Linked DNA regions of Mus musculus: regions 1, 2, 3, 4, 5 and 6 are each linked to region 7. A link is a contact called in public promoter capture Hi-C data. All regions are on one chromosome and are shown on one strand. Each heading gives the region's core, a stretch centred on a gene start, on an enhancer-like site or on the middle of the called end of the contact. The rest is flanking DNA. Distances are from core to core; before and after follow the strand shown. Region 1 holds the start of Desi2 (desumoylating isopeptidase 2). Region 2 holds the start of Cox20 (cytochrome c oxidase assembly protein 20). Region 3 holds the start of Hnrnpu (heterogeneous nuclear ribonucleoprotein U). Region 4 holds the start of Wdr26 (WD repeat domain 26). Region 5 holds the start of Adss (adenylosuccinate synthetase, non muscle). Region 6 holds the start of Cnih4 (cornichon family AMPA receptor auxiliary protein 4). Region 7 holds the start of Sccpdh (saccharopine dehydrogenase (putative)).

Region 1 (4,081 bases), core at 1,182-3,681, 1.5 Mb after region 7:
TTATGAAACTATAGCCACTGGTCACTACATAATTCCAACTGATTAAAAATATAGACGATGGGGCTGGAGAGATGTCTCAGTGGTTAAAAGCACTGACTGCTCTTCCAAAGGTCCTGGGTTCAATTCCCAGCAACCACATGGTGGCTCACAATCATGTACAATGTGATCTGACGTGCTCTTCTGATGTGTCTGAAGACAGCTAGAGTGTACTCATACACATAAATCTTTAAAAAATATAGATATTTCAATATATATTCTCCAGAGTAAAACATATCCTGAGGAATAGTTTATAAGAGTCTTCACCAGTTTAAAAAAATCCAAAGTCTGATAGGCAAGAGGCAGTGAAATACTAAAAGGGCAATATTAAAGCTGACAATGGTGGTGTAGACCTTCAATCCCTGCAGAGGGGCAGAGGGGCAGAGGGGCAGAGGGGCAGAGGGGCAGAGGGGCAGAGGGGCAGAGGGTCTCTGAGAGTTTGAGGCCAGCCTGTTCTACAAAGATAGTTCCAAGATAGCCAGAACTACACAAACTCTGCCTCAAAACAACAACTAAACAACAACAGGGGGCAAAATTAATTAAGAAAAGATTCCCATGGAACACAAAAAGTTTAAATCCAGAGAATAATTTATTAACCAGTAGAGTAGGCTGTTAGTCATACAATACGCATGCTCTTCTCGAATCTCCTGCTCCAGTTATCCAACTTTTCCCTTCATGATTAACTTTTCCTAGTCTGTTACTCTACCTCTCATCTCCAGACTTACACTGGAACCTACTAGAAGAGAAACCTCGCTTCTAGTTACCAGCAGACCATGCCCTGTCAACGTTAACTTCTAGATATAGCATGAGGAATCCTTTTCTATCAATAGCTCCCTGTTCATTTAAAAATTTATAAACAATACAAAGAAGAAAGAGCTTAGAGCTGTAATTAAGAGCCAAGACTTCTTACTGTTGAATTTCTTCTAAGTACTTTTAAGCCAACAGAAATAATGCTGGAGAAATTTCATGTGTCAATGCATAGCCAAGAAATTTCAGGCTTTTCAGGGGAAGGCTATCCTTTACAAAACAAAAATTAAGTAACCAAAGGAGAGTGAACACACCCAAACGTAGCCTCCCTGCGGCGATCATTCTCTACCAGGTGCTTCTTCTAGGGGTATTATTGCACTTGGAACCTGAGGGGATCCAGCCTTTGAACCCTAGCCTGAATGTTTTCAGTTCTTCAAAGTTAGATGACATAATAAACAAGGCTGTCTTTCCCTCTCTAGCGGTCACGTCATCCACCTGTTGCATCACCTGGAAAGTGGCCTTCGGATTCTAGGATCACCTCTGTGATCGCTAAATAATTCAATGGCGCTATTTTCTACATAAATTTTCGCTTCTTTCATTTTTATGAGGATGCCTTGGAGGTGAGGGTGTATTGGCTCCGGTTCACCTCTGGGGAGACGCTAGCATCCGCATCGAAGCTGTGACTTTCTAGACTTGAAGGGCTTGAGAGTTGTCGGAAGCCTCGAGCATTTGGAGACAGACAAGGGCCAGCAGGAGCAGGGCAGAGGGGAGCTGAGCAGCTTAGAGGCCAGGTGGCAGTTGGGAGGGAGGTCGCCCTGCGACCGAAGCTTCGCGGATAGGACACGGCTCATCCGCCCAGGGGTCGGGCCCACAGCCAGGGGAGCTGAGGGCTGGGACGAGGCTCGAGCCCAAGCCCTCTTTCGGACTGACTGGGACACCTCCAGGAGGCGCGCGGGCCAGTCTCGGGATTAGAAGACAGCGCGACTGTCCCCTCCCCCCACCCCTGAGAACTAAGCTGGAGGCGGAGGCGCGAGGCAGGAAGCACCGGGCCGGGGTCCCGACCCCTGACAGGGCCGGCCAGCGCGGGCCGCCAGGGGACGCACTCACCATGTCGTAGACGTTGAGCACCACTAACTGGTTAGCCCCCATCCTTCTCCCCACGGCCGCCGCCTCGTCCTCCAGCCGCTCGGTCTCCGCGGGGCGGAGGCCGCTGCCACCCCCGCGGGCGCCTCAGGCAGGGCTCGAGCCGGGCACTAAGCGTCCAGCCCGGCCCACCGCAGCCGGGGCGGAAGCATCCGGCAGCCGGGACCGCTCCCGGGAGACGCTGTCAGAAACCTGTACGAGGACCCGGCCAGACAGGTGGAGAGGCAGCTCCAGCTCAGGCGCCTCCCCTCGGCCGCAGACACGTGGGGGAAGGCGGGGCCTGGGCGAGGGGCGGGCTTTAGGCACCCTGGAGGCGGGGCCGGCCAGGATCCAGGGATGAGCCCGCCTGCGCGTTGAGGCTCTCAGGCTCTGCAGCTGGAGACCTAAAATGGCGACAGGCCGGATGCCTCTTCACCCTGGTGGCTCGAGGTCGCAGAAAGACTACCGTTCCCAGAAAGCAGAGGGAGAACCCGCGATTCCTATTGGGCGTGTAAGCAGTCTGACTACATATCCCAGCATTCACCAGGATATTGTAGGCACTCACGTCTCCCTGGGAGACTACAGTTCCCAGAAAGTCCTGCGAAGAGTTTGTCAGGGGAACCTTCGCTGTTCGTCCTTGGCGAGCAGAGACTCCATTTGCCTTTTAGTTTTCAGTGCTGTTTCTGGTGTTTGTAGCGTGAGATGTGAATCCAACGCAATGTGAAGAAGTGATGACTAAGTTTTCCAAAGCCCTTCTGCTTTTTTTTTAATTTTTGAAAATATAGAAGTGAGGCAATAAAGGGAGGAAGGTTACCCTTGTAAAAGTAGGATGTAAGAAAGTCTCCTTTAACCCTCAAAACGGAATTCACATTTCGTGAATGACAGAAAGCTAGTCAAATATAAGAGAGCCAAGAATTCCAATTAGAGGAGACAAAAGTACATAGACATAAGACATGTTTTTTGTACTTAAGGAACAAAATAAAAGTTCTCTGTGGCTAGAATATAATGAGCAAAGAGGTGATCTGTGGACAGGCAGTTAACTGGTCAGAAGACATCCTGAGTTTTCAGTTAGCTGAGATTGAATATCTATTTTACATTTTAGATTTATCAATTGTGTGTGTGTTTGTGTGTCTCTGTGTGTGAAAGAGTGAAAGAGACTGAGAAAGACAGAAGACAGAGACAAAGACAGCAAGGGGTGCAGGTGACCAAAGAGGACAGAGGGCAGGGATGCTCTGCAACCGAAGTTATAGGCTGCTGTAAGTTGCTTGACCTGAGTGTTGGGAACCAAACTGAGATCCTCTGCAGAGCAACAAGTACTTTTAGTGGGCAAGCCATCTCTCCAAACTCTGAGGTTGGATTTTAAATGAAGAGTTGGTAGGGTTTGAGCCAAGGAACGACATGAATATGTACATAAGTCTCTTAAAAGATTGCTTGAGAGCTAGAGAGAAAGCTCAATGCTTAAGAGTACTGGCTGCTCTTCCAGAGGTCCTGAGTTCAATTTCCAGCAAACACATGGTGGCTTACAACCATCTATATTTGGGATCAGATGCCCTCCTCTGATATGTCTGAAGACAGATATGATGTACTCAGATAAATAAATAACTTTAAAAAATTAAAAATTGCTTGAGTTTCTGTGTGAAATTTTAATGAGGCAAGGGAAATAGAAACATGACCATTAACGTGGTAAATTGTAAAAGTGGCTTCTCAAATTATATATGACCTTTGATGCCTCTCTCTACTGTCTTTAGCAAGCTTTGGCTTGATTTGGTCAATGGGTTATTAACAGATATAATGCAAGAGATTTAAAAGGCACTTTGGATTTGTGGCTTGGTTTCTTCCTCATCTTGGGAGTCTAGTGACCAGCCTTATATTAAAAAGTGTGGACATTAAATTTGTTGGGGGAGTTAGGGGTAGTCTCAAAAATAGGTCCTGGATGTTTGACAAATTTGGGTAGATAGTATGTTATTCATAATATATCAAACATTTGAGGGAGAAGCAGGTTAGAAAGGGAAATGAAATTACTGTTAGGTCATGTTATATTTTCAGTGCCTTTTAGAGTCTCATGAGATGTTGAGTAGGCATTTGCATAAATGAAATGGAGTCACAACCATTAATCTGACTAAAATAAACATTTCAGTAGAACTTAAAGCCTAGAGACTTGTTGGGCAGTCTTTCT
Region 2 (3,775 bases), core at 864-3,363, 1.3 Mb after region 7:
ACTGCATAAGAGATGAAACGTAACACTGGTGGGGAATGGAGTAAAAGACATGTTAGGTTCGGTTAAAGATAGGGTAGAGCTGCACTCCCCTTAGCTCAAGGATCTGCCTGAACGTGTGTAACCTGGCTTTCATTAAAGTAAAATTGTTCTTTCACTGATGACTTGCTTCTCTTGTTTTTAATCATACACCCAATCAATCATTGTGGGCTGTTCTCATCATCAAACTCTCAAATAAGAAACTACAGGTCTACTGGGGAGTTCACACCATCTCTGGAAATTACTCCTATGCCAACTAGCATCCAGTACATGATGAACATGGAGACATTCTGGTAGCGTTAGTGAAACCAGTTGTACCTATGTACCTACCACCTGTATTCTTGCCTAGTTCAGATAGCTTAAAATTGGGTTTCTTGTGAGAGATTCCTTGCTTATCCTATCACCTACATGGTGGTTTCATAACTCCAGTTCAAGAGAAAACTAGGATTCAAGTTGACTGTCCATCCTTTTCCATTAAGTGTGTCATTGCAAAAGGAGACCTGGTTGGCATTAAATCTTTCAAGCTTCCTGTGGCAAGCTCATCAGTGGTCCTAAAAGCCAGTTTTGTATTGTACTCAACCAGTCTCCCCCCCCAAAGGACTGCTTTGTAATCCTTTCATTTGAAAGGATTTTAAATTTGAAAGGATTTTAAATTCTGTAAGTTATATCTGTGGGTGTCTGACTTGGGCTGCCACAAGAGCTCCAGAGACTTGAACAGAGGTGGTAAATAAGCACCTTTACCTTCTGAGGATTGCGCTTGCTTCCACATCTTAAGTCCTAATACTACCATTTTTCTGTTGCCTTGCAAGACTATATTAACTAGATGCTCCTGATTTTACTTGAGTACCCACACGCTCATGGCCACTGTTTAGGCAAAGATACACTTAGATTCCATCTCACCGGGAATCTTGAGAAAACATTTACAGTAATTGGCTTGCTGTTCCACTGGCCTGGGGATTTGGCAGTAGCAACGTTCCAGTAGCAGTGTCCCCTCCTTTTACGGATTTAACATTTGTGACCTGTTATCAGCTGAATACCATTTATTCGACTCCCTGTTTGTGAGACTATTCATCTGCTTATTTGGTCTTAGTCGGTTTTGCAAACCGACCAAAGTATCAAAGTATTTTCAAGTAGTTTCTCTTGCTTCCAAAATCTTTTCTGAGACAGGTTTTAGGTTTACTTTGTAGCCCTGGCTATCCTGGAACTCACTGCCTCCTAAGTGCCTGGTTAAAAGGTGTGCCCATCCCAAGCCTTCATGGCTTTATTTTTCAGAGCAGAGTCTTTTTGTCAAACCCACTGTTCAATTTCAGCAAGTCTAGATGAGCTATGAAGCAAACACTACATTTGACCTTACTTGTGCTAGCAAGTTTTCATTTGATAGGTAGTGTTTTAGTTGTTTAACAAAAGACATCTTTAGACACTTGACCATGGCTTAATTAGTCTCCACTTGGGACACCTTCCTGTAGCCATTCTATCAGGCCTAGCAGTTCATGGCCAAACTGCAGTTTTATCCCGGCTGGCTTAAATGGATGAAATTCGACTGTCCCGTTACCCCAGTAGGATGTCGGCTTCATGCAGAGTGGAGATTTCGTCTTTTTTAATAAGAGGTCAAACTGCAGTTCTCACATTGAACTAACAAATCTATACCTTACCTGTGAGTGTGCGCTCCTGTGTTGTGCAAGGAAAAGGACTGATTCACTTGCTGGCCCAGAACTCACCCCTGCCTCAGCCCTCAAAGTGGAGATTACTGGCATGCACCATCACGCCCAGCTCTCCAGAGTTTTCATTTCCCCTTTATTAGCCCTTTCTACCAAATCCAATGCTAGTTTTGGATTAGTCTCCGTTTTCTGACCCTGCAGGCCTGCTCTTCACTAGTTTAACTGGCAATTTAGATATATCCGGGATATGAGGACTAGATCGCTGATATACCTCGCGGCTATGGGATGGGTCTAGGAAACCGGGTCGCGGCCTGCGCACTGCACACCTCCCCCCACCCCCCCTTGCCCCATGGCGAACATTACCTTTTTCTCCGTCTCGTGGGGCTCCGGGGCGGCCGCCATGGGCACCAGTCCTCTCCATCGCCCCGCCCAGGCCCGCGACGGGAGCAACACGGGCTCCGCCCACCCCATCCCCGCGCGGCGGCGGCCATCTTAGGGAGCGTTCCTGGGGCTGTCCGGAAGCCCGCCCTGGCACACTCCTTTGTTCCATGGAACCGGCCACACTGTTTTCCAACCCGCAACCGACCATGAGGAACGCGAGTGGTGGCAACCTAGAGAAGCGCCACCGGTTCCTGTCTCGCAGGCAGGGTGGCCCGAGTCAAGGAGCACCGAGAAACTCGCTTCCCTCAGCCCCTCCTCCGCCTTAACCGCCATTTCAACCGTTGTGCGCGTCCCCGTGCTGGGCGCTGAGGGCGGAGCCGGGGCCGCGCGTCGCGCGCCGCTTTGTCCTCTTAGAGGGCGGGAGTCCGGGTTTGACGGCCCCCGCACTGCCGGAAGTCGCCTGGCGCTGTTTCCGCGGGCCTCGTTCCCAGCTTGTCCTTTGTCCTAGCTTTGGTGACCTTGACAACCTCCCGCACCCCCGCCTCGGTCCCTCGCGGCGGCCTTCCAGCGCCCGCCAGGCCCACGCCCCTCCCCCTCCGGCCCGCAGATTTAGGTTAAAAATAGCGCGCCGCTCGCGTGGAGGAGACTCAGGACAAAATGGAGGCGGCCGCTACCTAGGGGGCATGCGTCAGGCGGCAAGTGCCTTCCTTCGGGAGGGAGGCCGTGGGTGACGCGACGGTGACATAGCGGGTAGAAACCCAGACCGTGGGTCGTTTGGGTCCAAGTGTCAGCCAGTTCAGCAGGCGATGGCGACTCCGTTTTCGGGTTAATGTCCTGGCCCCGGCCTTTTGCCTTTCTTTGTTTACCTATTTCCCGATTTGGCCTCTTCCGTTCCAAACGGCCCTTCCCCGGAAAATGTCCCGGCCTGTCATTGTGCAGAGTCATGCCGCCTTTCATGTAACGTGCTGCACGCTACTTGCCCGTCAGTGTTAGCTGGGAGGGTCTCATCTTAATTACCATGCGGACTGCTTACTGTCTTATTCTTCATGCTCATTAACTGCTTTTCGCCAATCCCAGGGGGTAAAAGTGATTTATATTTCTCTTTATGCGTAGTAAGTTGTTTTTTGTTTTTAAGGAAGCTGAACAGTTACAAAGTGTATAATGCTCTAATATTACTAGGACTAGAAAAGGAACTGTTATCTTGACAGTTTGGGATACTCTACTGAAATTCTTGGCTAGCCAGGCTTTGAATTTTTGTCTGGAAGGTAATATTTAAGGTTGTAATATTCCATAAAGGAGAGAGGAATTCTTTTGCATTCCTAATTGCGGTATAAAGGACGTAACGGGAAAAATACCGAGGAAATGGCGTTACCGTTTTACTTGTGACTGAGACGTTGCTAGAGTATACTGAGTTGGAGTCCATTTCACTTGTTTGAAAAATGTCATGGATTCGATAAAGTTTCTTAATTTAACGAAAATAGAATATTTTTCAGTTTTGTCTTTTAACAGTTAATAATGAAAAGTAACAAGCTCACCCTTCTCCTTCTCCCTGAAGGTGTGGATGAAAGAAAACGACTTTGAAGAGAATAGAGTTTATTCTGTAGTAAAATGTAAATGATCATGACCCAAGGACAGGATTCAAACTGCCCCCAAACCATATTCAACATAAAAGTGTTACAGTCTTATGAGTTTTATATGGT
Region 3 (4,131 bases), core at 933-3,432, 1.3 Mb after region 7:
CACCACAATCAACTGGTATATGACAGATAACACTTTTTGATAGTGTTTATAGTTGGCGGGCTTCTCTAGTAGTCTTATCCCAGCACTTGGGAGGCAGAGGCAGGCTGATTTCTGAGTTCGAGGCCAGCCTGGTCTACAAAGTGAGTTCCAGAACAGCCAGGACTATACAGAGAAACCCTGTCTCGAAAAACCAAAAAAAAAAAAAATTAATTTTTTTTTAATGCATGAGTATTTCATCTGCATGCACACCTGAATGCCAGACGAGAGTATCGGATCCCATTACAGATGGTTGTGAGCCACCATGTGGTTGCTGAGAATTGAACTCAGGACCTCTAGAAGAACAGCTAGTGTTCTTAACTGCTAAGATGTCTGACCAGCCCCCCAGGGATAATGCTTTTTAAAAATGGTTGCAGCAGGGAGCAGTAATGCATGCTTCTAATTCCAGTGCATAGGAGGCATAGACAGCCAGCCTTGGCCACAGAGACCCTTCAAAAAAAAAAAAACCAAATAAACAAATCATTTTATTAATTGGTTAAATTATATTGGACAGATAGGTTTCATTTCTGTACCGTTAAGTTTCAGATGAACAGGAGGAATACAGGGACCACAGCTTTACTGCCAGAGCACCAGTGCACCAGTATATATAGTTTCACATTTTGGTGTGCTTGGTTTTTGTAAAGACAGGGTCTCAGGTATCTCCTACTGGCTTTGAACTTTTGTAGCCAAGGATGACAATGAATTTTATTGACTGAGTTGCTTAGTTGCTTAGCTTGAGACAGGGTTTCTTTGTGTAGCTCTGGCTGTCCTGGAACTGGCTTCATAGACAGGGTGGGGGTGGGGGTGAGGGGATGGGGGTGGGTGGGTGGGGTGCCTCTGCTTCCTGAGCGCTGGAGCCAAACTTGGGTGTCACCACTGCCTGCCTGGCTGACACTGAATTCTTGATCATCTTACCTGTATCTCCCAAGTGTTGAAATTATACACATGTACCACCAAGCATAGCTTGGGTGCAATCTACACAGGAAGGCCCCAGTGTAGAAATTAAATTCTATATAAAAGTTTCAAGAACACAACATATTTAATGCCAGAAAACAAATCATAATTTTTTTTCTTTTCTTTTTTGAGATAGGGTCTGGTATTCAACCCAGATAAGCCTGGAATTTACTAAGTAGCCCAGGCTAGCTTTTAACTCTTGATACTTCTGCCTCACTCTGCCAAGTAATAGAACTACAGGTGTTTTCTTTTTTTACTAAATCCCAGCCTTTTGTTACTACCAGTTTGTAGACAAGTCAGCAGGTATACAAACATGTTTAGAGTGGCTGAAAAAACAGGGAGAGGATCAAAGTGCATAATCTAGCTGGGTGCTGGCTGTCTTCCTCATCTGTAATTAAAGGGTCTCCAAACTGGTGGATCAGATTTGCAGGGGACAGAGGCCTATCTTTATAGTACAACGAGGGGAACTTCCATGAAAATCTAAGGCTTACTCAAAGGTCAATAGAAAATACGGTGAGTAGCAACACAAGGCCCGCTCTATATGGCTGTTAGGCATGGTGGAGTACAGCAAGCCTCTTTCCCAAACCTTGCACCACTGGTTGGGGAAGAGACAAAAGAAAGGCTCTGGCCTCGCCCTTGCGGAACTTAAAATAAGTCCGACTGGCAAGGCAGGACTTGTAAAATTTAAAAACGCAGTTAAATGGTGGAAAAACTAAACAAAACACCACCTTTGCATAACAATCGCCTATGGGTGTTCTACAGGGCAGCGGTGGAAACTTGAAGAGTTTTTTAAACCTAGAGCCGGAGGGACAAAAAAAAAAACAAAAACCAAAACAAAAAAAAAAAAACCCAAGAAACAACAACAAAAAAAACAACCCGAAAACCAAAAAACTAAACTAAGATGGAAGAAAGGAGGTTGTTCTCGAGTGGAAAATGCCAGGTGAGGACTGAAGGCGGGTGGAGGAGAGCCTCCGCCAGGACACAGAAGGCAGAGCGCCGGTGGAGCGCGGCGGCTCAAGAGCCGGAAAGGCCGGCGGCCACTGCGGCGGGTCCGTTTAACCGAAAGGTGGCTTCTAAGAGCCTCCATTTGCGCGGTCCGGCCCAGCGCGGAGGTCGCGCAGTGGGGGCGGGGCGGGGCCTGCGCGCGCAGCCGCTCTAGCGGGCCTCGCCTCGGCAGGGGGCGGGGCGCCTATATTACGTGCGCGGCGCCGCCCCTGCGAGAGGACGTTGCGTGCTCGCTCGCGCCGGGCGAGTCTCCGCGTCTTGCCTCGCGAACTCGGTGAAAGGAATTGGCGCCGTTCGACACCAGGCGGGTCCGTTCTGCAGCAGCACTCAGCCATCTCCAGCCGCAGCCGCCGCCCGGGCCGACCAGCAGCAGCCGCCGCCGCCACAGGCCGAGGGAGCCAGCAGTCAGCGGGGAACCGGGGCCCTCAACATGAGTTCTTCGCCTGTTAATGTCAAGAAGCTGAAGGTGTCGGAGCTGAAGGAGGAGCTCAAGAAGCGGCGCCTCTCCGACAAGGGCCTCAAGGCCGATCTCATGGATCGACTCCAGGCCGCGCTGGACAACGAGGCAGGAGGCCGCCCCGCCATGGAGCCCGGGAACGGCAGTCTCGACCTAGGTGGCGATGCGGCCGGGCGCTCGGGAGCGGGCCTAGAGCAGGAGGCCGCGGCTGGCGCCGAAGACGACGAGGAGGAGGAGGGCATCGCCGCTCTGGACGGCGACCAGATGGAGCTGGGCGAGGAGAACGGGGCGGCGGGGGCGGCTGACGCCGGCGCGATGGAGGAAGAGGAGGCAGCGTCGGAAGACGAGAACGGCGACGACCAGGGCTTCCAGGAGGGGGAAGACGAGCTCGGCGACGAGGAGGAGGGCGCGGGCGACGAGAACGGTCACGGGGAGCAGCAGTCCCAACCGCCGGCAGCGGCGGCGCAGCAGCAGCCTTCCCAGCAGCGTGGTGCCGGCAAGGAGGCCGCGGGCAAGAGCAGCGGCCCCACCTCGCTCTTCGCGGTGACGGTGGCGCCGCCAGGGGCGAGGCAGGGCCAACAGCAGGCGGGAGGTAAGAAGGCGGAAGGTGGCGGGTGAGTGTTGCGTGATGGGTGCGCGTGGCGGTGGGGACCGTGCCCCAGGCCTGCCGGGGCCCCTCGGGGCGAGCGCCGCGGGAGGGTGGGGGCGGGGGAGCCCCGGGAGGCTCTGCTCGCCATGCCGGCGGCGCCTCCATTATGTATGTCGGGCGCCGGGGTGGGGGGAGCGCTGCAGCTGCCGCGGTGGGGGGGCCGGCCGGGCGGGAGCGCCGGCCGCTGGGGCGCTGCGTGCGCGCGGTCCGGGCACATGTCGGCGGTGGGGGGAGGGGAGAAGCCCGAAGGTCCCGGAGCGGGCGGGCTTTGGCGGCTTAGCGCCGCGGTATTGTGCAAGGAGCGCAGGGGCTCGTGGTGACGTCACTTCCGGCGGCAGGCGCGGGGAGCGGGGCGGAAGCTCAGTACAATGCGGCGGCGGGGCACGCGGGCTCGTGTGGGGGAGGGGAGGTGGGCCCAGGCTTCCCCCCCCCTCGTTTGAGCGCGGCCGGCGCACGTGGGCCCGGGCGGTGTCCCGCTTTTTTTTTTTTTAAACTCTTTTTAAAAAATGCTTTCTGGAAGGTTGCGGTAGGCTGGCAAGTTCAGTCTTCAGACTGCGTCACTGTGTCCAGTCCAAGTCCAGACTTTTTTATTTTCATTTGTCGATTAAAAAAGTCAAAGAATCAGTCAGAAAAAAATAATCAGTAACAGCTCTTGAGGCTCGAAACACAAAAGGTGCTTAACTGCATTATTTAGTTTTCGGCCTGATGCTTTAAGGCGGTGTTCTGTGTCGTTATAGGAGACGGCAAAACAGAACAGAAAGGTGGAGATAAAAAGAGAGGCGTTAAAAGACCGCGAGAAGATCATGGCCGAGGGTATTTTGAGTACATCGAAGAAAACAAGTACAGCAGGTAGAGGCTCCTCACCCAGTTTTAACAGTCGCCCGCTCTTTTTGTATACAAGGTGGGGAAAGCTTTATCAGGAGACAATTCTGTCTTTCAGAGCCAAGTCTCCTCAGCCACCTGTTGAAGAAGAAGACGAACACTTCGATGACACAGTGGTTTGTCTTGATACTTGTAAGTGAGGCGGACT
Region 4 (4,012 bases), core at 1,237-3,736, 1.5 Mb before region 7:
TCCTGGGGAGTCCTTAACAAGTCATAGTCCTACCAAAGGCTGGAAGCTGGGAGACACTCCCCTAAGGAGGTTCACTGGAGCTGAGTCTTTTTTTTTTTTGTTTGTTTTTGTTTTTCGAGACAGGGTTTCTCTGTGTAGCCCTGGCTGTCCTGGAACTCACTCTGTAGACCAGGCTGGCCTCGAACTCAGAAATTCGCCTGCCTCTGTCTCCCGAGTGCTGGGATTAAAGGCGCGTGCCATCACGCCTGGCAGGAGCTGAGTCTTGACAGAGAAACTCCACATAATCGGGCTGTGGAGAAGACAGGAGGTCTTCAGAAGAAACAAGCCTAGCAATTCGGCAACAGTGACAAAGGGTTCACAGAGATGGCAAGAGATTAAAACCTTTCCAGAAAGGTACACCGTACAATCTGAAACACATAATTTATGAGCTAACTAAAAATAAAATAAAAACAAAAGGCTTTTTAAAAGAGAGCTAGCCAAAAAGAAAGACTGAGATAAGACCAGATCCACTAGGGAATGCAAGACAACTATACATTTTTTTTTTAACATGTGGGTAACATGAGGTTACTAAAGCCTTCTGAATGTGAAGAACAGTATTCCAAAATTATTGCAAGTGGAGCCGAAACCTGTCTCTAAAGGCTCTAGAGTCAGACAATAAGCTCCCAATGTTTTACTATAGATAAAAGGGGCACATGCATATGGATTTCATAAATTCAAGAACTTCTAAGAGGCATCTAGGCTACTCTGAGGTGAAAAGCTGAGATGTGCGCACTGAGCCTGGATGGTGATGAAGTCCTAGTCATTGCTCCTCTCCTCTCCCCCTTTGTTAAGGAGTGGAAACCTGGCCTATAGTTAAATGGTCCTTTTCTTTATAAAAGCTACAGACTTTACTCAAACTAAGCTCCTGACTTGATCCACCTGAAGGTTGCTAGGAACCAGTAGATTACGATAAACCATTTTTCAGAAAGTAAATTTTGCCTAAACACTAACAACCTTCATGATAATGAGATTTCTAAAGTTGCTGTACAGGGCTCTATGAGGGCATTGACTATCTAGTAATTCTGGCTCTGCTGGATATACTGTCTGTGCCCTATGAACCTCAGCTAAAATGAAGGTCTGTCTCAGGTGAATACAAACACCGTATGTGAGTCACTTTGCAATTACAGCTGACACCTGAAAGCATATTTAAAGCATGACAGCCACAATGCTAGATCTCTGTAAGACTGCCCTGGTCTCTGTCTCTCTTCCCAGTCTCAAGATGAAGAGAGCTCAGGATTCTTGACAAATCATAGGCTAATTTTTATTACACTTCTAAATTTAAAAAAGGCTGTCCCCAAAGACCTAAAAATTACTGAGCTGTGAGTGTTGTAAATTTCAGAGACATAAGATGTATTGCTTAAGGCTGTTGGGTCTGTTTGTTTGGTCTTTTTGTTGTTGTTTTCCTCCCAAATGGAAGTCACGTCAGGAAAAATATCTGTCCACACCAGGTCTACATGCTACGACCCAAGTCCATGAAACTGACTAGGGCCCCATGGACCATTTGCCACAGAGTAACATAGTTACTCAGTTCTCTGCTGCTGTGTTTCTCCACTCAAGAAAGCCGTTTAAAGCGCTGGGACAGTGAAACTCCGGCCACTTGAAAATTTCAAACCAGAATCTGAAACGGTGCCCCAATCCCACCCCTCGGTCAGAGGTACAGGAACCAGGAACAAGACATCTGAGCGAGCACTTAAAAGAAAGACAAAACAAACCTAGTAAAACTCCAAAGCAAAGCGCCTCTACACACCCTCAGCCTTTGAAACGTCTTGCCCCCACGAGTTGTTGTTTTTCCTCCCAGAGGGAAGGCAGTTTACGGCCGACTTCGCCTTCCCAGGGTGGAGCACACTCAGCTCTGCTGTCATCTCCCTTGTCCTGGACTGACACGGATACAACTGTGTGTGGTGCTTGGCTGTGCAAGTTCAAGTGTTTCCACCCTAAACCGAGGCAGTGGTTAAATCCTGAGTGCAGAGCAAGAAGCCGGTGGCCAGGGGCCTAGCACACCCTTGTGCTCGAAGTCACAAGCTGCAAAACCAGGCCGCCGGCGGCCCCACCCTGGCCCGTGCCAGTGCGTCTGCGGCCCCCTCCACGCCGGCCGCTCGCTCCTTTCTGGGTCACTCAGGGTGCAGGGCGAGGACGTGATCTCCGCCTCCCACCCTGCAGGGCCCCGGAGCGAGGCTGCGAACTTACTGCAGGCCGAGCTCGCACGCCTGACCCGGGGAGCCAGGGCGGCCTCGCACAGGCGGGCCAGGTCGTGCTGAGTCGCGCCTCCCCGCCGGGGCCGGACCCCCACCCCCGGCCGCCCTCGCCTTCACCCCACGGCCTCACCCCGGCCGCCGGACACACACGTGCCGGGTGACAGCCCCCTATAGGTTCCATACCTGCTGCCGGAAGTGAGCGAGGAGGGCAGTATAGGCATTTCCTGTGACGCCAGCGCCCGGACTCCATTAGACAGCAGCTGGGGGAAGAATCAACACACCAGGGAGCGGAGCGGCGCGGACCCAGCACCGAGGCGGCCGCTGCCTCCGCCGCCGCCTCCGCCGCCGCCGTCCGGGCTCCCAGCTTCGGGCCCGCGCCCCCCCCAGTGCCCGCGAGCCCCCGGGCCGCGCCGCGAGCGCCTCCGGAGGGGGGGGGAAGGGCCCGGTCCTCCTTCTCCCCCTCCTCCCGCCCCGCCGACCCCCGCCGCGCCCCGCCGGCCTCCCACCACGGCCTCTCTCGGCGAGGAAACTCTGGCCTCCGCTTCCTCCTCCTCCGACTCGGACGCCGGCGGAGCCTCCCCGCCCCCGCGAAAGAAGCCCCGAGCCTCGGCGGCGGAGGGAGCAGGAGAGCCCGGGGCCTCGGCGGGCCGAGCAGGCCTCCCCCCCCCGCCCTCGCCCTCGCCGGCCGCCTCCTCCTCCTCCTCCTCCGTGGTGGTGGTGGTGGGACTGCCTCCGGCCGCCCCCGCCGCCCCGCAGCGGAGCAGCGGCCACAGCCTGGTCAGCGGCGGCACCATGCAGGCCAACGGGGCGGGAGGAGGCGGCGGCGGGGGCGGCGGGGGCCAGGGCCAGACCCCGGAGCTCGCCTGCCTGTCGGCGCAGAACGGGGAGTCGTCCCCTTCGGCGACGTCCGCGGGGGACCTGGCCCACGCCAACGGGCTCCTGCCTGCCGCCCCCTCCGCCGCTGGCAACAATAGCAACAGCCTGAGTGTCAATAACGGGGTTCCCGGCGGGGCCGCCGCGGCCTCCGCCACCGCCGCCGCCGCCCAGGCCACCCCCGAGCTGGGCAGCAGCCTCAAGAAGAAGAAGCGGCTCTCGCAGTCCGATGAGGATGTCATTAGGCTCATAGGACAGCACCTCAATGGCCTAGGGCTCAAGTAAGTGTCCGTCCTACAACTGGTGAGGGCCAGGCCGGGGCCGAGCGGCCGGGTGGGTTGCGGGGACCCCGGGGCCCAGTGCGCAGGAGGCCGGGGACAGACAGCCCTGGGGGGGGGGGCGGTGGAGGGGAGGTCTAGGAAAGGGAATCGGCCCGATGTCTTAAGGCCAGCCGAGCCGCCTGGGCTGGGGAGGGGTAGTGGAAACCCAGGGCGACCCCTCCCCGCGCACCTCCAGAGCAGGATTGTCTGTCCGGGAAGGCGGACACCGAGGTTGTTTATGCTGGGGGAGGGGTGGATCAGAGCGGTGGAAATAATGAACCTTGGAGGATTTGTTTTTCAAGTGTGTCTCAGAGGCATCTTTGTGGGACACCTCCCCACCCCCACCCCTGACCGACAGCAGCCCAGGCAAACTACCAATCAGGAAGGACAGTCGCCTACAAGTGTTTATGGGAACTAAGGGGCTGGCATAATTTGGAAAGAGGCTGTCGAGTAAATCTGATGGGAATAATGAAGTCAGATACCCAGTGGAAGTCATGCAGACAGAGGCCGTGTGTGTGTGTGTGTGTGTGTGTGTGTGTGTGTGTGTGTGTACACACTAGAGGCCTAGCACTAGTAAAATCCCAC
Region 5 (3,803 bases), core at 1,181-3,680, 1.9 Mb after region 7:
CCTCCCCCTCCTCTCTCCACGTGGCTATGACCGGCCACTACGTCTCTACTCTCTCCTTCTCTCTGCCTCTCTCTGCCTCTACTACCCTCTTAAAACCCCCCCCCCCATGCCCTGAATAAACTCTATTCTATACTATAGTGGTGTGTGTCTGGTTCCTCAGGGGGAAGGGATGCCTCCACCTGGGCCCACTGAATAACCCCCTTCCTCCACACCCTGCCAGAACATATTCTTATAGCTCTTTCTCTTTTTTATGGTCACAACAAGGGGAATGTTGATAGGTTTCCTCTTTTGGCCCTCAAATTGGCCTTAGCAAGGACTCCCAAATGAGTAGTCAAGCATGTGGGATGATTAAGAAGTACTCTGGATGGCCAGGCACTATCAGGCTCTAGAGACTTGTGGCAAGAATCCAGAAAAACAAATGACCTCAGTTCTCTATTGCTGACTCCTGTGGTTTCAAGGCAGTTGGCATGGTTTAACCAAAGTGGAGAGACTTTTAAAATGGCTACCAAGGGGGGGGGGGGGAGAAGTCAGGACCAGGAGAACAGAAGTAGTAGATCACCGTTCATGTCCCAACTGGTGATCTTGATTCACTGTGTTACCTGTGCTCAGAGGTCTTAGTATAGCATAGATTCTCCGTACTTAATGATAAGACCAGTACTGGTACAGTAAGTACTCCTATTATAATCACACCTGAAACCCTGCCCACCATAGAATTCAAGCAGAGACTGGTCTGATTAGTATATGAGTAGGAGAACTATGCAATGTAAAACTGGACTTTATAGATGCTCGGTGATCAGGACACTGGGAGACAGCACACAGGATATGATTCTATGCCATATGGATTTGTTTGTAATGGTGAGTATTAAATCCTAGGTCTTACATGTGCTAGCAAGCAATGAGCTACATTCTTTATTATTAGTCTTTTTTCAAAGCAATTATTTCCTTTACCAAAATTTAATGTCACAGTTTGGGTTGCAGTGAGAACATTAGATCAGGGCTGGAGAGGCAGCTCAGTAGTTAGGAGCACGTGCTGCTCTTCCAGAGCATCTGGATTCCCTCTTTAGCACCTGTTGTCTCAGTGGTTCTCAACTTTCCTAATGCTGTGACCCTTTAATACAGTTCCTCAGGTTGTGGTTGCCCCATCCCCCAACTATACAATTACTTCACTGCTATTTTATAACTGTAATTTTGCTATTGTTGTGAATCATAATGTAAATACCTAACAGATATGACATCTGATATGCAGTCCCTGTGAAAGGGTTGATTGACTCCCTAAGGGGGTCTCAACTCATAGGTTGAGAACAGCTGTATTTTCAGATGTCTCACGACCACCTGTTGCTCTGACTCCCAGGGATCTGAGGCCCTCTGCTGGCCTTCAGACAGACAGACAGACACACAACATGGTATGTGACCTCTCACACACAAATAATATAAATAAGTAAATAAATACATAGATAAACCCACATTAGATAGACAATAGGCACACTCTGTAATCAGTTACAATTAAAACACTGAGAAGCACCTAGGCTTACTCAATCTGCAAACTGTCCAAAGTACCATTTTAACGCCCATGAGAGGAACTGATAAGCTATTTAAGAGTTCGAAGGTCTGGGGGGCGAATAACTCAGTGGTACAGTATTCGCATCAAATTACAAGGTTCTGAATTTGATCTCCAACACTTCAACAGAGAAAAAATGGGAGAAGAGAAATTGTTTTGTAGAACGAACGTATTTTACAAAATATTGTAAACTTTAAGGTTGTGGGGATCAAATAACCCAGGTACATTCGGATATGACATAGGCAATTGACTCATCTTTGTGCCCCAGATACTGTAAAAATGGGAAGAGTTAGGATGCTATCTCTAGATTTCATTTTTACTGCTTTTAGTTTGCACTTTTAGTCCCTTTTCAGTTCTAAATTTATTCGGCTCCACTCCAGCCTCCACATATTTTTAAATCCCAGTTTACATTTTGTAAGGGTATTTCATTCTTTAAGATACCCAAGTGTTTAGACACAGAAAACCAAATTGGCTTTTAGAGACCGAAACCAGCCAACCCTGACACTGTGGTGCCATGCCTTGGCCATCTCACAGAGCATTGCATGCTGGGAATTGTAGTTCCACACTCTTTCACCCCCTTCCCTACCGCGAGTTTGAAAGGCCAGAGGCTGGTGGGCGGGCACAGAGGGCGGAACTCTCCGTTAGCCCCGCCCCCTGGCCTCCGCTCTCGCGCGGTTCTCCCCGGAGCAGCGCGCCAAGCCGGGGATGGGGTGTGGCCTCCGCCCTGGGGTGGCGGCAGTTGAGGCCGTGGCGCCTGCGGGCCGCGCAGAGGCTTCGGCCTGCGCCAAGTGTGGTCCCGCCCTGAGCGGGCGGGCGGCGGAGCGCGGGGCGGGGCCTGGAGAGAGGGTGGCGGCCCTCGGGGCGGGGGCGGGGCCGGCCTCTGGCTCCTTCTTCCTCCGCATGTGGCTGGTGGCGGCGCAGCAGTTGGGTTCACGTTCCGTTCTCCTGCCCCGTCTCCTTAAGGCTCTTCTGCCCTGCCGGGAGCCATGTCGATCTCCGAGAGCAGCCCGGCGGCCACCTCCCTGCCCAACGGCGACTGTGGCCGCCCCAGGGCGCGGTCCGGAGGGAACCGGGTGACTGTGGTGCTGGGAGCGCAGTGGGGCGACGAGGGCAAAGGGAAGGTGGTGGATCTACTGGCGCAGGACGCCGACATCGTGTGCCGCTGCCAGGTGAGGGAAGCCGGGCCCTTTCTGGGACGGCCGGCGCGGTGAGGTGTCACCTTGAGGTGCGTCCCTCGGGCTGGGAGCTGCGGGGAACCCCTGCCCTGGAGTCTCCGGTGACGCTCCGGGTGACTCTGGAGGAACCTGGAAGATGCGCGATGTTGGAGCTGCATTTCGGGGTCTGGGGACTGGGCTGGCGGTGCGCCGCGGGCAGAGTTGAGGGAGCTTCCGCCCGAGGCCTGCTCGGGACTCTGGCTAGACCCGGCCAGGCCCACCCGCCGGCGCGGACTAGGAAGGGTCCTTTTCCCCAATTTCCCTGAAATCGAGATTCAGCACTGCATTACCTACAGGCTTAGGCACGCAGAACCTCGCCTCCATCGGTCCACTTTGTTGATAGCAGAATCCGCTACGGGGCGATGAGACTGTTTGGGGCCCTCCGGTGCTTTTGTTTGTTTTTTGTTTTTAACTCGTATTTCATAGACTACTATTAAGGGGAGATCTGTTTTTATTACTCACCGGTCCTTAAGGAATCCCCAGTAAGTTGAAAAGTGAGTGTGAGGCAACTAAATACGGAGATTTCAAGTCGGATAATTTAGAAATGTTTACAATGCTTCGGTAATATAAAAAGTTGACTTTCAGGAAATCCAGTGTTTCCTACCCGGAGACACGTGGGTTTTAGTGTTAGTTTTTTTTTTTTTTTTTTTTTTTTTTCTTATTAGTCATTTGCTTTGAAGCAGCCTAGAGGGTAGGCCTTTGAAAAAGGCTCTCAGAAAACTATCATCCCCGTTTCAGAATTCAAAATAAATGAGCAGTTCCCACATTCAAAACAAGGTGCAGTGTTGGAAGTTAATGGTGGCGTATTTAGATTGTAAGAATTTTTTTCTCCCTGAAGGTACATGGTTTTGTGTGGGGGTGCCTTGTGGTCTAGGCTAATCGTGGAAAGCTTTTTTACCTAAAATTGAAACGTATGAAGAAACCGGCCTGTAAAAGGCCAGGTGCTTTGACTTGGGTCATCTTTTTACTGTGTGTGGAGCCCTATTGCTCCAACTGCCGCTTTACCACCATTCTTCAATTCACAGGGTTCT
Region 6 (3,705 bases), core at 1,147-3,646, 1.5 Mb before region 7:
GATGGGATACTTAAAACACTGTCTCAAAAAAAAAAAAAAGGTAAAATTTAGTAAAAAAGTAAAATATTCTCAACCAAATACCTCCTACTCACCACTTTCCCCACATACTCATAATCAGTCAATGCCAACACAATTAACACTATAATTCAAATTCAGAAGACTCTCAACTCGACTGGTTTACCTTCCAATCTTTCTCATTTTCAATCTACTCTGTAGATTCATCTTTCTAGCAAACTATTGCCTTTTGAGCATTTAAAGAAACAGAATTATATGTTTTATCACATATAACAGATTTGAACATATATATATATATATATATATATTGTAGAATGATAAAACCTAGTCAATCAAGATGCTTCCCTTCTCATGGTTACTTTGTGGTAAAATCAGTCTACTTTCAGTCTTAGCATTTTTCACAAGTGGGATACCTTGTTAACTGTTGTCACCAAATAAATGTATTTCCTCGTTTTATCCATTCTGTGGAGGCACTCTACAGCTGAGCCACACCCTCAGATCAACAACAACAAAAAAATCTCATGAATTTATTTCTAACAGAAATTGTGTATCCTTGACCTAAAGTCATTTTGTTTATGTCAAAAGTTTGCAGCGACTCCCTACTGCTTGCAGGATGAAACCCCCCCCCCATCTGATCTAACCCTCCTTTCCCATCTGATCTCATGATGACCCTAAGGAACCATGAGCTCCTGATCTTTACCCATCACACAAAAATAAGCATGCCTGCCCTGCACCTTGCTCTGACCAGTGACTGCAAATATCTGTCCCCTTTCCCCTGTAGATTTCTTCACTATTCTAATTCCACACACTCCTATAGTTTACATGAAATCTACTCTGACCATTTCCCACCTACTCTCTGTAACGCAATTACTCCAACAATCCTACAACACTGTAAAATCTGAATTCTCACCAAAATGTGCCCTGACTGTGTAACCACTGTTCAACATTCCAGCTAACATGTACATATATACATGATCTGTTATACACCAAGACTGTTTTAATGATCAAATTTTCCAAACTACAAAAATAATAAAAAATTGTTGTTGCATTTCTGTCAAACAGCTCTGGTCCCTTATATCATAAGCTAAACAATGGTCATTGGAACTTAGGTAAGAGATCTTGCCCTTTTATTCAGTTCCTCAAAGCTAATAAAACACAGGGCTCTTTGCATGAGAAATCATCAAAGTAAGAACTGCTGCTAGATAATTTCAATTGGGCAGCCACTGGGTGTTTGACACAAATTCTCACTGTGTATATTTAGGAAATACATATCTACAATCCTAAAGAAAATCGAAGCAGGTAAGATACAGTACTGGGCAAGGTTCATAGTTCCAAAGTTTGTTTCTTCCTATTAAGACAAACTGTCAGTTCATCATAAAAGCGGGAAATATATTCTGTGCAGCCATTCCAGGGCTGCACAAACAAAAAGTTCAATTCGATCAGAAAAGAGGACGTGATTTCATAGGGAAAGGGGCAACAGCCACAGGTCCTGGAGCACTTTACTAGTCATATCTAATTACTTAAAAGTGGTCTGTGCATTACACTACTGCATTACAGCAGCGTGCTGTAACAAAGACTATCATCCCCCAAGGACTGAGAGTACTGAAGTCACATCACACAACTACTACAGTGCTAGGCTGAAGAACACCATGTACTGGTCTGGAAAATACTGTTTGAAACCTGTAACAGAAACAACTATAGAAAATACTGAATGTTAACACGGATTTTATATATATATATATAAAGTTTAGAAACTGGGGATTAAGCCACAGGTATAGTTACTGAGTTTACAGATAGTCCACTGCGGAAGGCAACCAGAAACACTTTGTGGATGCTTCTTTCAAAAACCCTAAAGAACTGCACGTGAAGGAAGCACACCGCCAGTTCTTGGAATGAGTCATCTCCTGGGTGTGGGGAGTCTCCAGAAGGGCAGACACCCACAAGGACAAAGGGGCAAGGGTGCTGCCGGGGACTAGAGAAGGCGGCAAAGCCTCAGGCCGGCCGGCTATGCCCCTGAACGGCTTCGCTCTCTCGGGGACCCCCGGCGGCCCAGGCAGGCGAAGAGGAGGCAGGGGGAGCTGGCTCAGGCCCGCCCGAGGCGCAGCGAGGCTCCTCCGCTCGCGACCCGGGCCCGCGCCGCCGCCCCCTCACCCCAACCTGCCAGCGCCCGCCGGGCCCACCCTCTGCCCATTGCCCCGGCGGTAGCCCTGGGAACGAGCGGCGGCCGCGGCCCGCTTCAACCAAGGATACGAAGTAGACGGAGAGGAAGATGAGCGCGCAACAGTCGAGGAGCGAGAAGAGGAACACCACCGCCTCCATCCTCCGCCGCCGCTCCGCCCGTCAAACCAGCTTCGGGCCGCGCCGCTGGGATAGGCGGCATGCCGGGAGTTGTGGTCCAAAAACGCCACCTCCGCGACGCGATGCATGATGGGAAATGAAGTTCACTAGTGCCCAGGGAGCATAGCAGGTGGACCTCACCCTCATTTAGTATCCACTGCATGAAGTTACTCACCCTGTATGAAATTTTCTGTCTCTCTTTTACTTTGTATCCATCCTTCCTTGCCTATCATATGAAATTTTCTGTCTCTCTTTCACTTTGTATCCATCCTTCCTTGCCTATCATTGTTGGTTTCTGTGGAATGCGCTTTGTATGCGAGTGGTATGATCTTGCTCTGTAAGCCCAGCCTGGCCTCTAACTTGGGTCTCTTTGCATTGGGATTATTGGCATAGGTCTCCACACATGGCTGCTTTAACGCCTGTTCTCTACCCTCCTGCATTCTATAACTTTTCATCTCAAATACAAAGCCACTGAGTTCTGCTCTTCAGTTCCTGACCTGTTTCCCCAGCACTTACCCAGTTGCTTGCCAATTCTTGATAACAGCAAGCTTTCTCACCTCTGAATTTGAAGAATTTTACAGAATCCAGTTATCAACCTTTTTTTAAAGAGGGAGGCAAATAATTTTTACTACACCCTTACTATAGACCAAGAGCTACTGTACACTTCAAGTGCAGAGATGAACAGAGCAAACAACTGCTCTGGTGGTTAAAAGGGCAATAAAGTAGCAACTAAATATTCAAAACAGAACTTGGGTGGGTTCTGTTGCCTTTGGAAGCCAATTCCAGCAGCCATTCACTCGCTCATCCATTTATTTAACTTTCATTTTAAATTTAAATTTAAAGCAGGTAGTGTATGTGAGGCACTGTTCTAGGTCTTAAGAGACACAATGAACAGAGAGGGGAGGCACCCACAAGCCTGCACCTTGCATAGTAAGTGTAGGGGAGATAGAATAAACCACAGAAATTAAAAGCAGTCCCAAGTACCCTGAAGGGCAGGAAGAAACCCCTGAAGAGCAGCAGAGACCAGGCTGAGGGTTTCACACAGGGTTGGACGATTTACAAGGAGCAGAGAGGCCCAAGACAGTAGGCACTTGCTGTGCTTAAAAAGAAAAAAGAAAAAAAAACAGGATGGGGTAGGGGGTGTGCTGGAGGGATGGCTCCCTGGATTCCATTCCCAGAATCTGGATGGCAGCTCACAACTGTCTGTAATTCCATCTCCACGGATCCAGCACCCTTTTTACCACCACACTGGGCCTGTCCTACATCCCTTAGATGGTCTTTTATCCTGAGAAAATGTAATAGCTCACACCACAATTAACCACAATTATTTTGTTTGTTTGTTTAAATTTTTTA
Region 7 (3,750 bases), core at 531-3,030:
CAATAGAGCCATGCAAGTCTCCACTGATTAAGGCACTCTCTGCAAAGCTGCCTAATTTGGGCAATGTAGATGGTAAGGAATTAGGTTATAATTATACAGCAGTGGTTCTCTGCCTTCCTAGTGCTGTGACCCTTTAATCCAGTTCCTCATGTTGTAGTGACCCCAACCATAAAAATTATTTTCGTTACTAATGTATAGCTGTAATTTTGTTACTGTTGTCAATCATAATCTAAGCATCTGTGTTTTCCGATGATCTTAGACAACCCCTATGAAACAGTCATTCGACCTTCAAGGGGTCTGCAATCCACAGGTCTCTGAGAACCACTGCTATACTCTCACTGAGGGAAAATAAAAGGAACAATGTATTTTAATAATGGCCTGTTTTCCAGAAAACAATAAATGTCCAAAACTTCTCTGTCAAGGTTCTGTGTGTTAGCAATGGCAGCACAAAACAAAAGGCTGTGTTCCCTTGCCCTGACAAGGCTCAGTGTGGAACCATAAAACTGAATAGAAAGAATGAAGAACAAGTATGACTTGTCCTGGGTGGAGATTTAGTTGCCAAACTCCAAGGCTATGGGGTTCTAAGTCGGGTGCTTCCCCAAAGCAAAAAGGTTGGGTGTGTGTGTGTGTGTGTGTGTGTACACGCAAGAGCACCCACGTGTCCCTCCTCACTCCCATGTGTGCATCACAACACTTAGGACAAGGCCTAGCATGGAAAATACTACTCAATCAACATGTTGACTAGAAGCTGAAAGAATAAGTAAACATCCAAAACTTAAAAAGAAAAAAAAAATTCCCACATTTTTATTAAGAATAAGACGACTGGAGTGGAGGGTGGGGGTGCGAAGAGGCAAGGGCATCAGTATGTCCAGGTCAGCCCACACTGCCTCAAGCAATTAAAGTGAGAACTGCAGGCGGATTTCGACAAGCAAAAACACAAACTGAAAACCAGAAAAACACACACACACAAAAAAGCAAGCAGCTAGCGGGGTAACTCAGAAGCACGGTGTATATGCTTACCACGTTCAGAAGTGCTGAGCTAAATCCGTATCACCAAGCCACAAAAATAGGTGCACTATAATATTGCTAGTACAACTCAGCTTTCTTAATTGTCCCCAAGAGACAAACTACAATGGACCTCCAAGAAATCCGTGTCTTATTTCCCTTTCCCACAAGTACAAGAACCCTTCAAACCCATCAGAACAACAGAGATGGACAGAGGAGCCACTGAAGTTCTGAACTCTCTCTCGACAGTGGAGATCCCCAAATTGGGAGGGAGAGAAAAGCCTTTTCTTCTTTTTTTCCTTTAATTTAGGAGCGGAACAAGGCCCGGCCCGGCTCGGCCAGGCGAGGCGTCCGGTCCTCCCGCAGGGCTCGATGCAGGCGCACGCTAGGGAGACGCCCCTCGGCGACCTGCGCCCAGCCCGGCCCGGCCCTGCCCACCCCGGCGACCCCGCCGTGTTACCCAGTTTCTGGGCAGCCTTCTCCAGCACTTGCTGCAGCTTCTCCTTGGAGCGACCCGCCACGGCCCAGGGCAGGCGGGAGCTCTGCTCCGAGGCTATCTGCTCCCGGGCCACCTCCTCCGTCACGAACTGGCCGGTGAAGCCAGAGGCGCCGAACACCACCAGGTGGAAAGGCCTCTGCTCCGTCGCCATGACGAGTCCACAGCGAGCTGCAGCCCGGGGCGGGCTGAGTCCACCGCGCCTGCGCCTCAGGCCGGGACCCCAGTACCGGGCGCAGCAACCGCCGCTGTCCTGGCCGCCGTCGGCGCGGCTACAGCGCCCGGCTCCCTTCGGCCCACGCGCGGGCCACGCCCACAGCCACGCCCACGCCTCCTCGCGACCAAGCTGCTGCGCCGCATCCCGGGCCACCGGCCGGTGCCGCGCCGCCACATCCGGCTCGGGCTGCACGTCCGCTTCGGTGGCTGACAGGAGCGGCCGACGGCCCATTGCTGCCCGCCGCCCGGCTACCCGCATCAATCTGGCCACCCGAATCATCGCGTCCTCTTGGTTCCCCTGAAGCAGAACCAGGGCGGGCCGGTTCTTCCCGCTTCTCTGGGGGGATTGCGAAAAGAGACGGCCGGGGGGTCGCCCACGCCGAGAACTGGAGCTTGGAAGTCGGTGGCGGAGGAGAAGCTTATTAGCAATAAGGAACGCTGGTGACCCGAGCTGAGAGCATTGGACTGACTGTCTGTCATCCAGCCTTTCTGATGGTGTCAGAGACCATTGCTTTGGGCTAGGCTTCCTTTAAAAAAATTTTTTAAATTATTTTTAAGTTTGTTTATGCGTCTGTATGTCTTGTCTGTGCACACGCCCGTGCCACAGGAGCCAGGGGACAACTAGTCTAGGGATCAAATGTCAGGATCAGCAGTAAGCACTTGTGCCTACTGAGCTATTCTCGGAGCTGCTACAGACCAAACCTAATCGTGTTCGTTGAGACTTATTGTAGAAAGCAGAATGTCCATGGGGGTGGGTACAGCAGCTAGGCCAGGGTATTTAGATGACCACTATCCCATGAAGCCTCTCATTTGCCTTAGTGATTTTTTTTTTTTTTTTCTGTAAATATCACTTGACTTGAATTCCGTTCTGGATTTCTTAGACCCAGCTCTGGTTTTCAGGGCTGCCCAAATTGCTGATTATTGTTGAGCGTTGTTTGTTTGTTTGTTTTCCTTTGTCTTAAGCTTGCTTAAAGTTTTGTTGTTGCTTTTGTTTCCAGACAGCTTCTCTGTGGCCTCAGAATCTGGGTCCTCCAGTGTCAGTCTCCTGAGTCTTTGAATTACAAGCCTTCCACCCCACTTCCCACCCCACTCCTTTTCTTTTGTTTTTTTGAGACAGTGTTTCTCTTTGTTAACTCTGGTGGCTGTCCTGGGACTCTCTTGGTAGACTAGGCCAGCCTCCAGCTCAGATCCACCAGCCTCTGCCTCCTGAGCACTGGACCAGCTTCCCCTGCTGTTTTTTGTTGTTGTTGTTTTGTTTTGTTTTGTTTTTAATGCTCTAGTTGGTTTTCTCTCACGATCAAGAAATTCTTGGGGAATGAAGAGATGGCTCCACAGTTAAGCACACTAGATGCTCTTCCAGAGAACTCAGGTTCGATTCCTAGCACCCACAAGGCAACTTACAGCCTTCTGTAACTCCAGTTCCAGGGGATCTGGTACTCTCTTCTGGCTTCCTCTGGTACCGGGTACTTACATGATGCACAGAAGTACACACAGGCAAAACACACACACACAAAACCAAACAAAAAGAAAATATCTGATAAATTAACTTGCAAAGAAGAAGAAGTTTGCTTAGGTTTGCAGTTTGTGTATTTTCAGTCTTTAGTCAGATGTGCCTGTTGCTTTGGGTCTCTGGGCCTCTGGTAGTCTTTCTGGATGCCGGTGACTGGACTTCAAGGCAGAGAAAATTACTCTTATGTGCATTGGTGTGAGAGGATCAGGTGCTGGAGTTACAGACAGTTGTGAGCTGCCATGTGGGTGCTGGGAATTGAACCTGGGTCCTTTGGAAGAACAACCAGTAGCCCTTAACCACTGAGCCATCTCTCCAGCCCCCACAAACTACTCTTTTCATGGCCATGAAACAAAAGTAGAAGGGGCTGATGGCTCCTACATTCTCCCCTGTAGGCATCTCCCCAGTGATTTAAGGACTTCATATTAGCCCCCACCAAAGCTTCCACTACCTCTAAACTGCAGTTTCCCAGAACCTCAGGGTCCAGACCTAACACAAAGACTCCAACCCGCAAAAGAGATACTTC

Evidence for each region. Promoter capture Hi-C pulls out the DNA fragments that hold promoters and counts their contacts.
Region 1: a promoter capture Hi-C map of liver shows a contact between it and region 7, with 5 times the contacts expected there. The contact joins the promoter of Desi2 here to the promoter of Sccpdh in region 7. A contact is called at or near these places in 4 of 39 promoter capture datasets (liver, pre-B cells and stem cell-derived epiblast-like cells) and 1 of 115 datasets of contacts at active chromatin or transcription factors (astrocytes).
Region 2: a contact with region 7 is called in a promoter capture Hi-C map of liver, with 5 times the contacts expected there. The contact joins the promoter of Cox20 here to the promoter of Sccpdh in region 7. A contact is called at or near these places in 5 of 39 promoter capture datasets (the 3T3-L1 cell line, HPC-7-derived erythroid cells, liver and 1 more) and 1 of 115 datasets of contacts at active chromatin or transcription factors (astrocytes).
Region 3: a promoter capture Hi-C map of hippocampal neurons shows a contact between it and region 7, with 3 times the contacts expected there. The contact joins the promoter of Hnrnpu here to the promoter of Sccpdh in region 7. A contact is called at or near these places in 10 of 39 promoter capture datasets (the 3T3-L1 cell line, the HPC-7 cell line, HPC-7-derived erythroid cells and 5 more) and 4 of 115 datasets of contacts at active chromatin or transcription factors (astrocytes, bone marrow-derived macrophages, embryonic stem cells and 1 more).
Region 4: a contact with region 7 is called in a promoter capture Hi-C map of liver, with 4 times the contacts expected there. The contact joins the promoter of Wdr26 here to the promoter of Sccpdh in region 7. A contact is called at or near these places in 2 of 39 promoter capture datasets (hippocampal neurons and liver).
Region 5: a contact with region 7 is called in a promoter capture Hi-C map of liver, with 2.3 times the contacts expected there. The contact joins the promoter of Adss here to the promoter of Sccpdh in region 7. A contact is called at or near these places in 2 of 39 promoter capture datasets (liver and pre-B cells) and 1 of 115 datasets of contacts at active chromatin or transcription factors (astrocytes).
Region 6: a promoter capture Hi-C map of hippocampal neurons shows a contact between it and region 7, with 2.8 times the contacts expected there. The contact joins the promoter of Cnih4 here to the promoter of Sccpdh in region 7. A contact is called at or near these places in 5 of 39 promoter capture datasets (hippocampal neurons, liver, neural stem cells and 1 more).

Annotation. Positions count from the first base shown.
Region 1 is chr1:178,185,767-178,189,847 of GRCm38.p6, reverse strand. Desi2 (desumoylating isopeptidase 2) reads right to left here and starts at 2,431. Exons shown (of 5, transcript NM_024282.3): 1 at 1,891-2,431. The coding sequence starts at 1,932.
Region 2 is chr1:178,317,491-178,321,265 of GRCm38.p6, reverse strand. Cox20 (cytochrome c oxidase assembly protein 20) reads right to left here and starts at 2,113. Exons shown (of 4, transcript NM_025511.2): 1 at 2,058-2,113. The coding sequence starts at 2,096. It also overlaps a transcript of Hnrnpu not described here.
Region 3 is chr1:178,335,866-178,339,996 of GRCm38.p6, reverse strand. It overlaps Hnrnpu (heterogeneous nuclear ribonucleoprotein U), which reads left to right and starts at 2,182. Exons shown (of 14, transcript NM_016805.3): 1 at 2,182-3,044; 2 at 3,839-3,950; 3 at 4,042-4,115. The coding sequence starts at 2,426.
Region 4 is chr1:181,210,452-181,214,463 of GRCm38.p6, reverse strand. Wdr26 (WD repeat domain 26) reads left to right here and starts at 2,486. Exons shown (of 14, transcript NM_145514.5): 1 at 2,486-3,388. The coding sequence starts at 3,027. Gm38664 reads right to left here and starts at 3,028. Exons shown (of 6, transcript XM_011238899.2): 1 at 2,965-3,028; 2 at 2,418-2,654. The coding sequence starts at 3,028.
Region 5 is chr1:177,795,136-177,798,938 of GRCm38.p6, reverse strand. Adss (adenylosuccinate synthetase, non muscle) reads left to right here and starts at 2,430. Exons shown (of 13, transcript NM_007422.3): 1 at 2,430-2,727. The coding sequence starts at 2,545.
Region 6 is chr1:181,149,622-181,153,326 of GRCm38.p6, reverse strand. It overlaps Cnih4 (cornichon family AMPA receptor auxiliary protein 4), which reads right to left and starts at 2,396. Exons shown (of 5, transcript NM_030131.3): 1 at 2,266-2,396. The coding sequence starts at 2,334.
Region 7 is chr1:179,666,261-179,670,010 of GRCm38.p6, reverse strand. Sccpdh (saccharopine dehydrogenase (putative)) reads right to left here and starts at 1,780. Exons shown (of 12, transcript NM_178653.3): 1 at 1,466-1,780. The coding sequence starts at 1,655.